Linked DNA regions of Pan troglodytes: region 1 is linked to region 2. The links are chromatin contacts, called in public HiChIP or PLAC-seq maps. All regions are on one chromosome and are shown on one strand. The core of a region is the stretch at or near the end of the contact, and the rest is flanking DNA. Distances in the headings are between cores, read along the strand shown. Region 1 holds the start of DOK5 (docking protein 5). Region 2 holds the start of PFDN4 (prefoldin subunit 4).

Region 1 (6,511 bases), core at 1,559-4,058, 270 kb after region 2:
GGACAGGGCTGCACACGTGAGCTGGAAACAGGGGTGAGTATGCTCAGTGAAAATGGTGACTATGATGGGAAGAACAAAGTCTGGATGCTGAGGAAACAAACAAATGCATACTACAAATAAGAAGCTCTAAATGTTCAAAAATTGAGTTCAAAACCCGGAACGAAATAGTATTTTTTCTTGTCAGACATTTCCAGTAAAACTAAATCATGTGTGATAGTATATTTGTTCGGCAGCATATGGTTAGGCAAGTTGCGCTCTGTAGAACTCTATAAGCACCCCTTACATTGCCTACCTCTGTGAATGGTTCTTTTCCATTTCTTTTTCTTTTTTTAATTTTTTTTTTTTTTTTGAGACGGAGTTTCAATCTTGTTGCCCAGGCTGAAGTGCAATGGTGCAATCTTGGCTCACCTCCACCTCCCAGGTTCAAGTGATTCTCCTGCTTCAGCCTTCCGGGTAGCTGGGATTACAGGCACGCACCACCACACATAGCTAATTTTGTATTTTTGGTAGAAACGGGGTTTCTCCATGTTGGTCAGGCTGGTCTCGAACTCCCGACCTCAGGTGATCCGCCCACCTCAGCCTCCCAAAAAACTACAGGGATTACAGGCGTAAGCCACTGTGCCCGGTCTCTTTGCTCTTGCTGCCAGGGCTTGTATTGCACAATTTGGACAAGTGTAAATGTCCTATGAATAGTATATCACAGTCTGTACGTTTTGCATGTATGTCAATTTGATTTCACCAAACAAAACCATATATTGGATTCAGTCTTGCAATTTAAAAAAGAAATCAATTGTTCCTTCACGTCTAGTTAGATATTTTCTGGTTTGATTCTAGTTTCCTCAGTTCCAGTTAAATTATTTATGGATGTTGATTATAGTCAGCATTAACTATCAAGGGATGGATTTCTCGCCTTCAGTTTTTGTCAGTAATTATTTCCGTTATTGTGGGCCCTTCATTTTCAGCTCCTTATGCCTTAATTTCTTCATTTTTTGTTTCTATAATACTGTGGACTTGGTCTATAAATGATGTGTTAGATAAATGCCTTCCATGAACACCTCTATTTTACAGCAACCATGGGCAGCATTTTTTTTTAAGTTCCAATCCTTCAAAAGGAGCTCTCCAAATGATTTTACCATTTCATCTCTTTTGGTGAGAGATTTAAAATTAAAACATCATTTTCCATAGAATGGCAACATGAAGACAGATGGTTTACTATGTAGCAAAAATAGTTCTCCCTGCCAGAATATCTCCTTTTTGATTGTCCCCATTTAGTCTCGGTTCTCCTATGACACATTCTTGGAGGATTCTGTTCTTTAACTGAAACTCATCAAGCCAAGGTGACTAAAAGCTAATGTTCCCAGTGAGAATGGGAAGATTCATATCGTCTTAGAGTTGAAAGACCTGTGGATGTCATCAGGTCAAACAATCCACTAGTCACTGAATCCTCTTCTCAATGGCTCTGAGCAGTGATCTCTAGCTTTAGCTTTGTCGCTTCCCAGTGAGTAAGAATTGTCTAATTTCTGATGATCATCTTTGCCTTTGTGAATAGTGCAAATGATTAGAAAGATCTTCCTTGGAAATCAACTAGTAACCTCTCTTTCTGTGAGATCCTCTCTTCAGAAGAGGAATAGGAGAATGTTTAGGAGCAGAGCTGGGCACTACACACACCTCCCTTCAATCCTAGCTCTGATAGTGGCCAGCTGTGAGACCTTAGCAAGTCTGTAAAATATGGATGCTGGTGCCTAATTCATTATTCCCTTAACAAGATTAGCACAATGCCCAGCACACTGGTGCTCAATGTGTGTTAGCAATTATCAATCAAGTATGCTTTAGGGAGGTAATGCAGTCAGGGGCAGGTGAGTGTGAAATTCAGTCCCCTTCTTCATCTTATTGTATAGGCAGTATCTCATAATGGCAATGAGAGCTCTATTGCCAGGCTAAGGAGGCTTAAATATGGGCCTGGTGTATACATTAACAGGGCACCTACCTCAAAAAGTGCAGGGGAGTTTGAATGAGTCAATCCATGCAAAAGGCTTGGAGAGTGCCTGGCACCTAGGTGGCCATCTTGATAACCACAAGGATTTACTGAGCACTTGCTCTGGGGTCAGGCTTTGGGGACAGACAGTGATGAGGCCAAGTCTCAGCCCCCTGGGAAACACATTCCGGCGGGAAAGAGGCTGAAACAGGGAAACTGTGGCAAATGATACCAGCGAGGGCTAGGTCCCTGACACAAGGAAACCCAAGGAAGCATTTAGCTTAAGCGGTGACAATATCCCTCTCCTCAGATGCCAAGGTCAAGGCGAGCTGCGGCAACACCATCTCCCCAGACACACACGCAAAATCGGCCCTTCTCGGGGAAAGGGCAGGGGCTGAAGGGGGAGGCGGGATGGGCGGCGGCTGGAAAAAAGTGAAATTTCCTCTCCTCCTAAAATAAGTCTTTGGAGCGAGGAGAGCGAGCGTTATCTCAGTAGGCTGTGGGCGAGGTGCGGGGGCGGCGGGGGCACGCTCCGGGTCCGCCGGGAGGGGAGGGATCGGAAGGGGAAGCGGGGAGGGAAAGGTGGGTGGGAGGCGCGGGGAGCGCGTTCCAGGGCGGCTGCTCACGGGTGGCCGCAGCCCAGTGCTGGGACTCGCGCGGCTCCTCCTCTTAGCCCCCCCACCCCTTCCTCCTCTTTCCTCCTCCTCCTTCCTCCTCCTCCTCCTCCTCCTTCCTCCTCCTCCTCCTCCTCCTCCTTCCTCCTCCTCCTCCTCCTCCTCCTCCTCCTCCTCCTCCTCCTCCTCCTTCTTCTTCTCCTCCTCCTCCTCCTCCTTCTTCTTCTCCTCCTTCTCGGCCGGGAGGAGGCAGGGCTGGATCCCTCAGCCGCCGCCGCTCCTCCTCCTGGCAGGCCGGCCGCGGAGTCAGCTGACGCCGGCGCTCCAGCCTCGCCTCCCCGCGCCGCGCTCTGCGCTCCCCGAAAGTGGCTGCAAGCCGGCCGCCCACTGTCAGGGTTGGGGGGACAGAGAAAGTGATGTGCGCCTTCTAAAGCCTCGCCCAGCGCCGCCGAAGCAGCTTCACCTCTCCAACTTTCTCCCACCGACTGCTTGTCTTGACCCTGCCCTCCACCCTCCCCAGAGCCACTTCGGGTGCGCGCTCTTGGGTAAAGGGGGGGGTCACCGGCTGTCTGGGATGGCTTCCAATTTTAATGACATAGTGAAGCAAGGGTACGTGAGGATCCGGAGCAGACGCCTCGGGGTGAGTATCGATCCTCTCCGTGTTGCTGTTCGCCGGTTCGATTGTCTCTCTCTTGAGCCAGCATCCCTGGAGGGTGGACGGAGAGTCCCCGGCCGCGCGCCGGAGAATTGCGCGGTGGCTTTCTCAGCCGAAACCCGCGTCTCCGGGGCTGTCACTGTAAGGCCAGCGTCTAGGTATGTAATGGATCTATCTTTATCTCTTGGATGACTTGGCTTTCTGATGGTGGCCGCGTGTTGGGCTTCAGTAGCCCCTGGAGCCCATCTACTCGAAATAAATATTTCTCGGTAGCCATGGAAGTTGGAGCCGAGAAGCCCGGGCGGGGGTGCCTGCCGGATGCCCCCGGTTCCCCTCTTTTCCCACTCGCCGCCAACTTAACTTTTCCGGGGGATGGATCGGCTGGTTGAGAAAGAGGACACGCATACTCGGTGTGAAAGAGGTCACGAACCTTCTGACCCCAGGGAGAGATTTCTGCCAAGCGTAAGGTGTCTTTGGACCCCCCCACCTCTGTCCCAGGTGTCGTGTCAAAGGCGGTGCGGGCTGGCCTCTGGTCGGGGCCAACTTGGGTAGATACTTGAATCTGGATTTCCCGCGGTTCGAAGCCGGGGTGGTGGATTTCTGTTGCTGGAATACACCCTGGAGGTCCACGGAAGGGTTATTTACGTGGAACCTGATACCTGGCATAGCGCAAGTGCTCCCTACATATGTCCTGAAAGGAAGAATGAATGAATCTTAGGGCACTTGGGACAGATGTTGACACAGGCTAGGTCCTTCCTTAAAACTCCCTCTTTCGCCCCTTTCTCTCTTGGCTCTTCGCTGGAGGAGGCTTCAAAAGAGAACCCACCCTTCCTCTCCTTGGGACTGAATGATGGTGGAAGAATTCTTGAGGGAGAGGGAAGATACTGGAACGATTTTTTTATTTCCTAAAAATTTCAAACTAGGTCCCTCATTTCTCTTTGCCTCCTATCAAGTGTTGTCGCTGTTTTAGTTGATCCTATGCGTTTGGACATAAGGGGTGAAAAGTGGGGGTGGAGAGGTGGCGGGGGCGGGGGGAGAAAATATCCTTTGGTGTAATGCCTGAAATAAGCATAATGTCAGTAATCGTGTGGAATGCCGCTATTGATAATGAGTGGTAAATTGAATAGCTTTCTTTAGAAATATGTGTCATTTGGCATCTTTCTCTTACTTGGTCTTTGGACTGTTTTAATGTGCCAGATACTTTTACTGAAAACTGAAAAGAAATTTCACAGTAGTAAACTCAGCTAGGGAGGGAAGCCCTGTGGGGAGGAACATCCGCAATTATTATAAAACTCTTGCCTAATTCGTTTTGGTCTTTTTCTTTTCTTTTTTTCCCCTGCTGGTGACCATGTTTTAGCGATTATGTCCTGTGTTATTGTGAATATATACATATGTAATTAGGGAGAAATGTAACAGAATTCACCATTTCCATCAGCTCTGTCAAAGTTTCCTTGGTTTTCTTTTCTGCTATGCAAATATTCTCGTCTTCAAGAGCACCCATTGTTGGGGGTACTTTACTGAGTGACTCCCATGTAAGGGGCAAACAATAATGGGAACTTTCTATTTTTGGTATGCTTATAGGCTGGCCAAGTGTTACAATTTTAAGGGGAGTTAAGTTAAAAAAAAAAAAAAAAAAAAACAGCATTCTAATTTAGCTTTACTCCATCATGTCAATGGAAGGAATTGGTATGAGACATCCATTCTGTGTTAGGGAGCATTCCAATGGGAAGAGGACATGCATTATTAATGCACAAAATATGAATTATTCATAAGGATCAGAGTTTATGCCAAATTGTGACACATGGTAATTTATTTGAAAAACTGGTTACCATCACTTTCTTGTTTGTGGTAACTGAGGTTATTTTTTCTAGATTATTACAATTGACACAACATAGCCCTATGTGTGTGCCAACATTTATGGACAGATATTTGAAGCAGAAGGAACAGAAATATTTAGTTTGTATTTGTTTTATGTTTTACAGCATTTTGGATGCTAGTGAGCAGTATACTTTCTCAAGATTTATTGTTTTTGTCTGTGTTCACGTTCAGACTTCAGAATATCTATTGAATTATGGTTATTGCTCACGGAGAGAAAAGGTCAAAAATATGATCAAGTAAATCTGGTCTTATTTGTTAGCATTGGTTTTCTCACCAGTTAATTTTTAAAATATTCTTATGGTATGATTTACAAAAGAGGCTGATTACATAGTTGCCAGAACACAGTGCAAACCAAAGTTTTAATGGAGGCTGCAAATATTGGTGAAGGATGCTGTACGGAATTGGCATGGGGACCCTATGTCCACAGTAAGGAATGTTAGCGGTATTAATCTAGGCTACATATAGTCTAGAACAGCATGCGACATGTATCTTCCAGGAATATGTGCCAGTCTCAAAGAGAGGTAGGGCATTTATTTTGTCTAGCACAGAGTAGGCACTTGGTAAGTTCATGTTGAAATATGTGCTGAACTATATAGTGCATGGATGGTCTTGCCATTTATAACCTTTAGGAACTAATACAACAGCATTTATTAATGGAATCCAGACCATGTTTGGGACGGTTTATAATTAAATACAAAAACATTTCATGGTAAGCAGCTGTTCCTGGTGCCAAGGAATAAATGCTTCTTCAGATTTGGAGAAAGAGGAGAAGGGAACGCATTCGGCTTCTATTGCTTGTTGACCTTTGACCTTTCTTGGCCTCAGTTTTCTAGTCTGTACAATGAACACTATTTAATGATGTTCTTGGGAGCATTAAAGAAGATATTTGTGAAAATGCAATGAAAGTCTAGAACATTGATTCTGCTTGTATCATTTTCTTTAATCAAAGATGAGTTAGGATTGGTAGACGGATATAGGAATTATCTATTTCCTTCTCTTTCTATGTAGAAGTGTACAAAGGCATAAATGTTTATGCAGCTCCAGATTTTTTCAATGGATGAAACTTTTACAAATTATACACATATATGTGTATGTGTGTGTATTTTTATACATAGGAATAAATATATACATACAACCTATGTACATATTGTATAATATATAATATACATATATTTATATATGTGATTTTTTAACAGGACAGGAAACATTCTAGAAACATTCCCATTCAAATGGGTCACAGATAAGTGGTCACCTTCATTTGAAATCCTAAAGAGTTTAAATGATTAAGCAATCAAATATGTATAGACTTATTCTCTTCTTTAGACATCAAAAAGCTTAATGAAATACAATTCATTTAACTCAAAAGTTTCAGTATCTTCACATCTGTAT
Region 2 (6,706 bases), core at 925-3,424:
AGATTTGGGTGGGAACACAGCCAAACCATATGAACTCTCATTATTATTATACTTCAGCAAAAGGCAAAGGTTAACGTAGGTGAGAGTTTAGGTCCCTTCTGGTCCTAAGATCTATGCACCTGAGGATTGAAGTGCTTCTCTCTCTCAAAGCCCCTATGCTACTTTCGGTCCCCACCATACAATTACATTTCCTCAAAATTCCTGCTCTGCTGTTCCTCAGCTTTCAACTCAGCCATTTCTCAATAAAGCTTTGAAAAAGTCAGAATTCTTTCTCTCTTTCTCTCTCTCTCCCTCCCCCAGTTTGGCCTCACCAAGTTCTAAAACATGCCCAGATCTGGCCCCTGCCTTGCACCCCAGCCTCGCTCCATGCTGCTCTGTCCTTTCTACCATGTCTCACCAGGCTCTTTCCCTCTCAGCCCTCCACCCCTGGGGTCCACTTTCATCTCCTCTCCCCATGCTGAGGCCTCCCATTTTCTCTTAGCTTAGAGGCCAGCTCCAGAGCTGGCCCCCACCCCTCCCCTCTGTGCTCTGCCTCAGCACCTCATTTATCTCCTTCATGCACTTGGTACCATTTGTGACAATTTTGCCCTTTATTTCTGTCTCCCTCTCCACCATTTGTTTCTTGCAGTGCTTTTACATTGAGCTCTGGAATAAACAGATATCACTGATGGAGCATCTCCTATGTGCCAGACCCGGTGCTAAGATTTAACCCTGGAAAAACATCTTTATTCAACAAATACTTTTTTGAGCACATATGAGCTACACACTGGAAAGTCCCAATACTAAGGGCCTGGAGAGCCCAGAATAGGCAGGAGAACAGGTGATGCCCGTGGCGGGCTAGGTGGTTCGGTGGGGAGGGCACAGGGTGCTATAAGGTCTCATTCCCCTCATTTAACCAAAGAGGAAATTGGGACTTTGAGAAAGGAGGCGGCTTGTCAGGGGCAGTTCTCAAGCTGTGGCCCATGAACCTCGGGGGTCCCTGAGACCTTTTCAGGGATCCATGAGGGCCTCCCTTTCCCAACTACATGATTTGTATGAGGCTGGGGTTTTTCATACCTACAATTAGGCAACTAAACAGTGTATTTGGAGAGACTGAATGCAGAAGTAGACATGAGAATGTAACCTTCCATTAAGCCTGATATTAAAGAGATCAGTGAAAATGTAAAACGATGACAATCTTCTCAATTTGTTTTTGTCTTAGAAAATATAGTTATTTTTAAAGTGTGATTTTTATTACCATGGAATGGAGTTTTATATTATTTTAAATGAATTAATAAATACATTTTAAAAATTCTGCTTTAATTTCTAATACAGCAAATATCGATAAATAACCCACATAAACAAAAGTTCTTTGGAGTCCTCAGTAATTTCCAGGAGTATAAAGAGGTCCTAAGGCAAAAAAAAAAAAAAAAAAAAAAAAAAAAAATTACTAATTGGGAGACACAAGTGTCAGAATATACAGTAATTGTTCAGTAATATTGCTGTAAATTAATTAATAGGATTGCCTAGTCACAACAGCAAAGGCATGGAATCAACCCAGATGCCCATCAGTGGTGGATAGGATAAAGAAAATGTGGTCCATATACACCATGGAATACTATGCAGCCATAAAAAAGAACAAAAGTCATGTCCTTTGCAGCAACATGGATGCAGCTGGACATCATTATCCTAAGTGAATTAACACAGAAACAGAAAACCAACCACTCATGTTCCCACTTATGAGTGACAGCTAAACACTGGGTACTCATGGACATAAAGATGGGAACAATAAATGCTACGGATTCCAAAAACGGGGAAGGAGGCAGGGGAAAGGGGTTGAAAAATTACCTGTGGGGTACTATGTTCACTACTTGGGCAACGGGATCATTAGAAACCCAAACCTTAGCACCATGCAGTATATCCATGTAATAAACCTGCACACATACCCCCCGAATCTAAATTAAAAAAAAATTACATTAAAAGATAGGAGCACCTCCTTTACACCACCTGAATTATCATGGCACATAAATCTCACACCCTATTTGCCGAGGCCATTCGTTCCTAGCTGTTTTACAGGTAGGTTAGCTTTCTCAATGCAAGTCTGTGGGACGGATGGAGAAAAATTCCCCGAGCCCTTTGATCCTGCCCCAGCTGGGCCCCGCCGCGCTGAGCCTTGGGCGCGCCCCCTGCTGCCCGCGGCCGGAGCCGTTCGCCACACCCCCGTGTTTATGTCGGTCCACGGGGGTTGCCTGTCCCTTTAATTGGCATGTACCAAGTCCTTCCAGGTCACATTTCCTCCCTACGTCCCAGCCGTTTGGACTCACTGGCCAAAAGTCCAAGAGGACGGAATGTGGAGACAGTGTTGTATTTTTGCGGGGAGTTCTAGGCCGACCGGGAGCGAGAGAACGCTCGGGGGCGAAGCGCGCCATTGCGGCCCTCCCCGCCGCCTGCCGTAGTCCAGTCCCAAGATGGCGGCCACCATGAAGAAGGCGGTGAGTGGGGAGCTCGGGGCTCTGGATGCTCGGGCGGCGCCGGATCTCGGCCGCTGGGGCCCGGGCGCGGGATGCTGGGGGTGCGCAGCTCCGAAGCCCGGCGTGGGACCCGAGGCCGAGGCCGAGGCCCTGAGAGCGGTCCCGCGGCAAGGCCTGCTCGCGCCTGGCGCCCTGAGCGTTTTCCTAGGCACCTGGCCAGCCGAGGCGGGGCGTCGGGGCTGGGGCCGGGAGCCTCGGAGGACGCAGGTCCGCCTCCCGCGATGCCGAGGGTGCCCCCGGGGAGTCTGAGGAACCTGCAGCCCCGGCCTCGCCCCTGAGGTGTGGGAAGCCGAAGGTCCCGTTGAGTGTGGTTGGCCTTGACTCGGGCGTTGCACCGGCATGATCGCATTAGCCTCACTGGTTATGGGTAGCTGCTGCTGGGAGCGTGGTTACGGGTGAGGAAACTGAGGCCCAGAGATGGAGAGTCACCTGCCCGAGGTTACGCAGCTCATAACGGGGACAGCAGGTTCCTGCATCCCCAGATTATCAGGCCCCAGAGCCCCTTGTGTCCAACCTGGAGCTGCTCATTTCCACGCTTGATGCCCCTGAGTCCTTCAGGCTAAAACCAGTATTTATTGAGAATGGAAGATGTGCCGGGCCCAGCAGCCGGCCGTTTATCTGTTATCCTCCCCGCAACTCAGCAAGTGCAATGGGTTCCTCCCCACTTTGCAGGTAGAGAAACTTAGACACAGAGCAGTTAGAGGCCCTAAAGTGACTCAGCTAGTAAGAAGCAGAGCTGGAGTTCAAACTCAGGTTTGTTTTTGTTTTTCTCAAAGCACACCTGTGTAACCACTAAGCCGGCTAAACTTCCATGTGGGGTTTTTAATCCCGTGAGCCTTCCCAGACGTGTAAAGATAGTCAGATAGAAGAAAAAGAAAATTGGAGAGGGGGAAGGAAATAACGGCTGATAATTTGGGGAGCTTTACAGTGTGCTAGGTACAGCTGTAAGTTGTTTTGCGTGTATTGTTTATTTTATGTTCTTTGCGGGAGATACTGTTTTTATCCTTATTTAACAATGAGAAAACAGGCACGGAGGCAAAGCTAGCATTTAAACACAGGCATTCTGACTCCGGAGTCTGTGTTTTAAACTGCTATAGGGGGTCTTTGATGAGAATCTCTTGGCTGGAGGGATTTGCGTTCATTCCACTTCCACATTAGAACTTCCTTTGCTTTGCCCCTATCCAGTACCACATAGTCTATGCCATCTGTGCCTGGTGTAGGGTGACCCATTGCCCCCTTTTATATGAAATTGAGGGACTGCCCAAAATGGGAAAGCCCCAGCCAACTCAGGATGTGTTGCTCACCCTACTATTCTGCCATCCAAAAATTCTTACTGTGTCCCAGAGTAGGGTCTAGGGCCATGGTGATTCAAAAAAGTATGAAACTTTGTGAGATTCACTTCACCTCTAGTTTGTTAAATTGGGCCCTCTGGTGTTAGGTATGGCCTTTAATTCCTTGGAAGATACTAGTTGTGGTTCACTCCGTTTTATAGGTATGGAAACTGAAGTGCAGAGAGGTGAAGTAAATGGTAGAAGAGGAAATAGCAGAAGAATGATTTGAACCTTGGATTTTGATTGCAAAATTTCTAATTACCAACTTTTTTTTCCTTTCATTGATTCAGTAAATTTTTGGGGGCACGTAATATGGCGTAGTCTCAGTTTTAAGTGGAGACAACTGTGGTGACCAGTGAGGAAGCTCTTCTCCCCTTAATCTCATAGCCCCAAAGAACGTATGTTCCAGGGCAGAGCAGGCATTACTCAGATAGTCAGACAGAAAACTAGTTTCTCTGATGAGAACTGTGAAGGAAAAGTGCTTATGAAATGAGGGCCAAAATGAGGTCTGTTTTGAGATCAGAGAAGACTTTCCTGGGAAAGTGCCATTTAAGTTGAGATCTGTGAGATTATGTAAGGAAAGGAAGGGAGAGTTGGATAGGGAGCGAAGCATTCTAGAGAGGAGTATCTGCAGAGACTCTGAGTGCATTTAATACAAGGAAGGCCCGATGGCAGATAATCAGGGGAAGAGAGTTTGAGCCATGATGAGAAAAGAACTTATAGAGGGGTAGGTGGTGGCCAAAATATAAAGGAGCTTCTTTAACTTTGGAGGCTTTAAGAGTCACATGATAGATGCAGTGTTCTCCTGTAGATGTTTCCAGTGTTAGGAACAATTCCCGATAGATCAGCTTGCATGTACACTTTTCCCCTTTGCCCTCACTAGGAGAAAACATACGTGTATGCCAGTGAGTGAGAGTGAAACAGAGATAGCCCTTTGAGTTTAATTAAAAGCAAATCGTACAATCTGGAGTACTTCACGTTTGTAACACATCGTATCTCTCAACTGGTCATGACTTTGCTGGGGAGAGTGTTTAGATGAGATGATTCAGTCCTCTCCTCTCTAGAGTTCTGCCTTCTAAGATCCAGTTCTTGACCATAAGGAGATCTGCACTTTAATTTCTGTTCATTATCCTATATACAAATGTCCTTTCCTCAGAGAGGCTACCTTTGACCTTTATCTAAAGAAGCCTCCTTCACTCCCCAGGCCCCCAAAACTTTCTACTCCTAAGCTGTTTTATTTTCATCATCACGTTTGTCACCATTGAACATTATCTCATTCATCTTGTTTTTTGCTCTCTTCCTCCACCAGGATGTATGCTTGCCATTTGTGTTCATGAAAGTGGGATAGTGGCTCTCTTGTCACAGTGCATGGCGTATAGGAAACAGTAATTGTTAAATAAACTACTGCATGGATGAAAGTTGAATACAAAAATTAGCTGGGCATGATGGCGTGCGCCTATAATCCCAGCTACTCGGGAGGCTGAGGCACGAGAATCGCTTGAACCCGAGGCAGAGGTCGCAGTGAGCCAAGATCACACCACTGCACTCCAGCCTGGCGATAGAGCAAGACTTGTCTCAAAAACAAAAAAACAAACAAAGAAAGTTGAATACAAATACAAAGCAAAAGTTTACATCATACAGACTTGGTAGATATGTTTTTAAAAGTAAAAATAAAAGGCTGAAATTGGCCAGAATTTATTTCTAGGGACCCAGCTGTCAGTGCAGACTCCGTGCAATACCTAGACTTGGCGTGAGGCATGACTGAGTATGGTTCAGTTTCCTCCTCTAATCCCGTAAGATATTAGTTCTCAAGAAAAGAGCCCAGGGAATTTTAATTTTTACTTTGGATCCCGAGCAGGCATATTTCTCTTTGGCCTAGCAGAATTTCTTTCTAGATCTGGATCTGTTCTTTGTAATGATTTTTGATAAACAATATTCAGGATGTAAAATGCTTAGCTATCATTTGACTGACTCCATCATCAGGCTTTCTCCTACATGTTCATTTTATCAACCCTATAAGGTAGGAACTAGCTTCTGCATTTTACAGATGAGAAACCTGAGGTGGTTCCAAAGAATTGGGTAATTTGCCCAGGGTTCCTGTTTGCTTGGATTGGATTGCAGCCTGACTCTTCCCACCACTCTGTGTGCTGCCTCAGATACTATAGGATATGAGTTCTTCCTAGAGTTCTTCTGACTTTGAGAGTAGCTACAGCTGGTTTCCCTGAAGGCAGGAGTTCCTAACCTTTTGGGGTTGTGGATCCCTTTGAGAATCTAGTGAAAGCTATGAAGACCTTCCAGAAGGATGCACATACTATACATGCCATTTTGCATACAGTCTCCGGGTATATCGACCTGTCAATGTCCATTGACCACCCCCACCCCCCAGTTAAGAATTACCCACTTCTGGCTGGGCGTGGTGGCTCATGCCTGTAATCCCAGCACTTTGGGAGGCCGAGGCTGGTGGATCACCTGAGGTTAGGAGTTCAAGACCAGCCTGGCCAACATGGTGAAACCCCTTCTCTACTAAAAATACGAAAATTAGCCGGAGATGGTGGCATGTGCATGTAATCTCAGCTACTTGGGAGGCTGAGGCAGGAGAATGGCTTGAACCCAGGAAGTGGAGGTTGCAGTGAGCCAAGATCATGCTACTGCACTTCAGTCTGGGCGACAGAGTGAGACTCTGTCTCACACACACACACACACACACACACAAAAAAAAAAAAAAAAATTACCCACTTCTTGCCAAAATGCAGCTTCAAGAAATGTAGGAATGTTCTAGGACAGTGAGACTAAAACAGAAGCCTCTGTTAGCCATCAAAGGCACTGACATCTTACTGTCTGCTGTAAATGGCACTCCACTGGGCG

Evidence for each region. HiChIP or PLAC-seq counts read pairs in DNA pulled down with a chosen protein or histone mark.
Region 1: an H3K4me3 HiChIP or PLAC-seq map of stem cell-derived excitatory neurons shows a contact between it and region 2, with 2.9 times the contacts expected there. The contact joins the promoter of DOK5 here to the promoter of PFDN4 in region 2. A contact is called at or near these places in 3 of 7 Hi-C or Micro-C datasets (induced pluripotent stem cells and stem cell-derived neural progenitor cells), 1 of 1 datasets of contacts at active chromatin or transcription factors (stem cell-derived excitatory neurons) and 1 of 1 other capture datasets (stem cell-derived neural stem cells).

What each region holds. Positions count from the first base shown.
Region 1 is chr21:60,766,862-60,773,372 of NHGRI_mPanTro3-v2.0_pri, forward strand. DOK5 (docking protein 5) reads left to right here and starts at 2,809. Exons shown (of 8, transcript XM_009437437.4): 1 at 2,809-3,229. The coding sequence starts at 3,164.
Region 2 is chr21:60,500,762-60,507,467 of NHGRI_mPanTro3-v2.0_pri, forward strand. PFDN4 (prefoldin subunit 4) reads left to right here and starts at 2,175. Exons shown (of 4, transcript XM_514732.7): 1 at 2,175-2,471. The coding sequence starts at 2,448.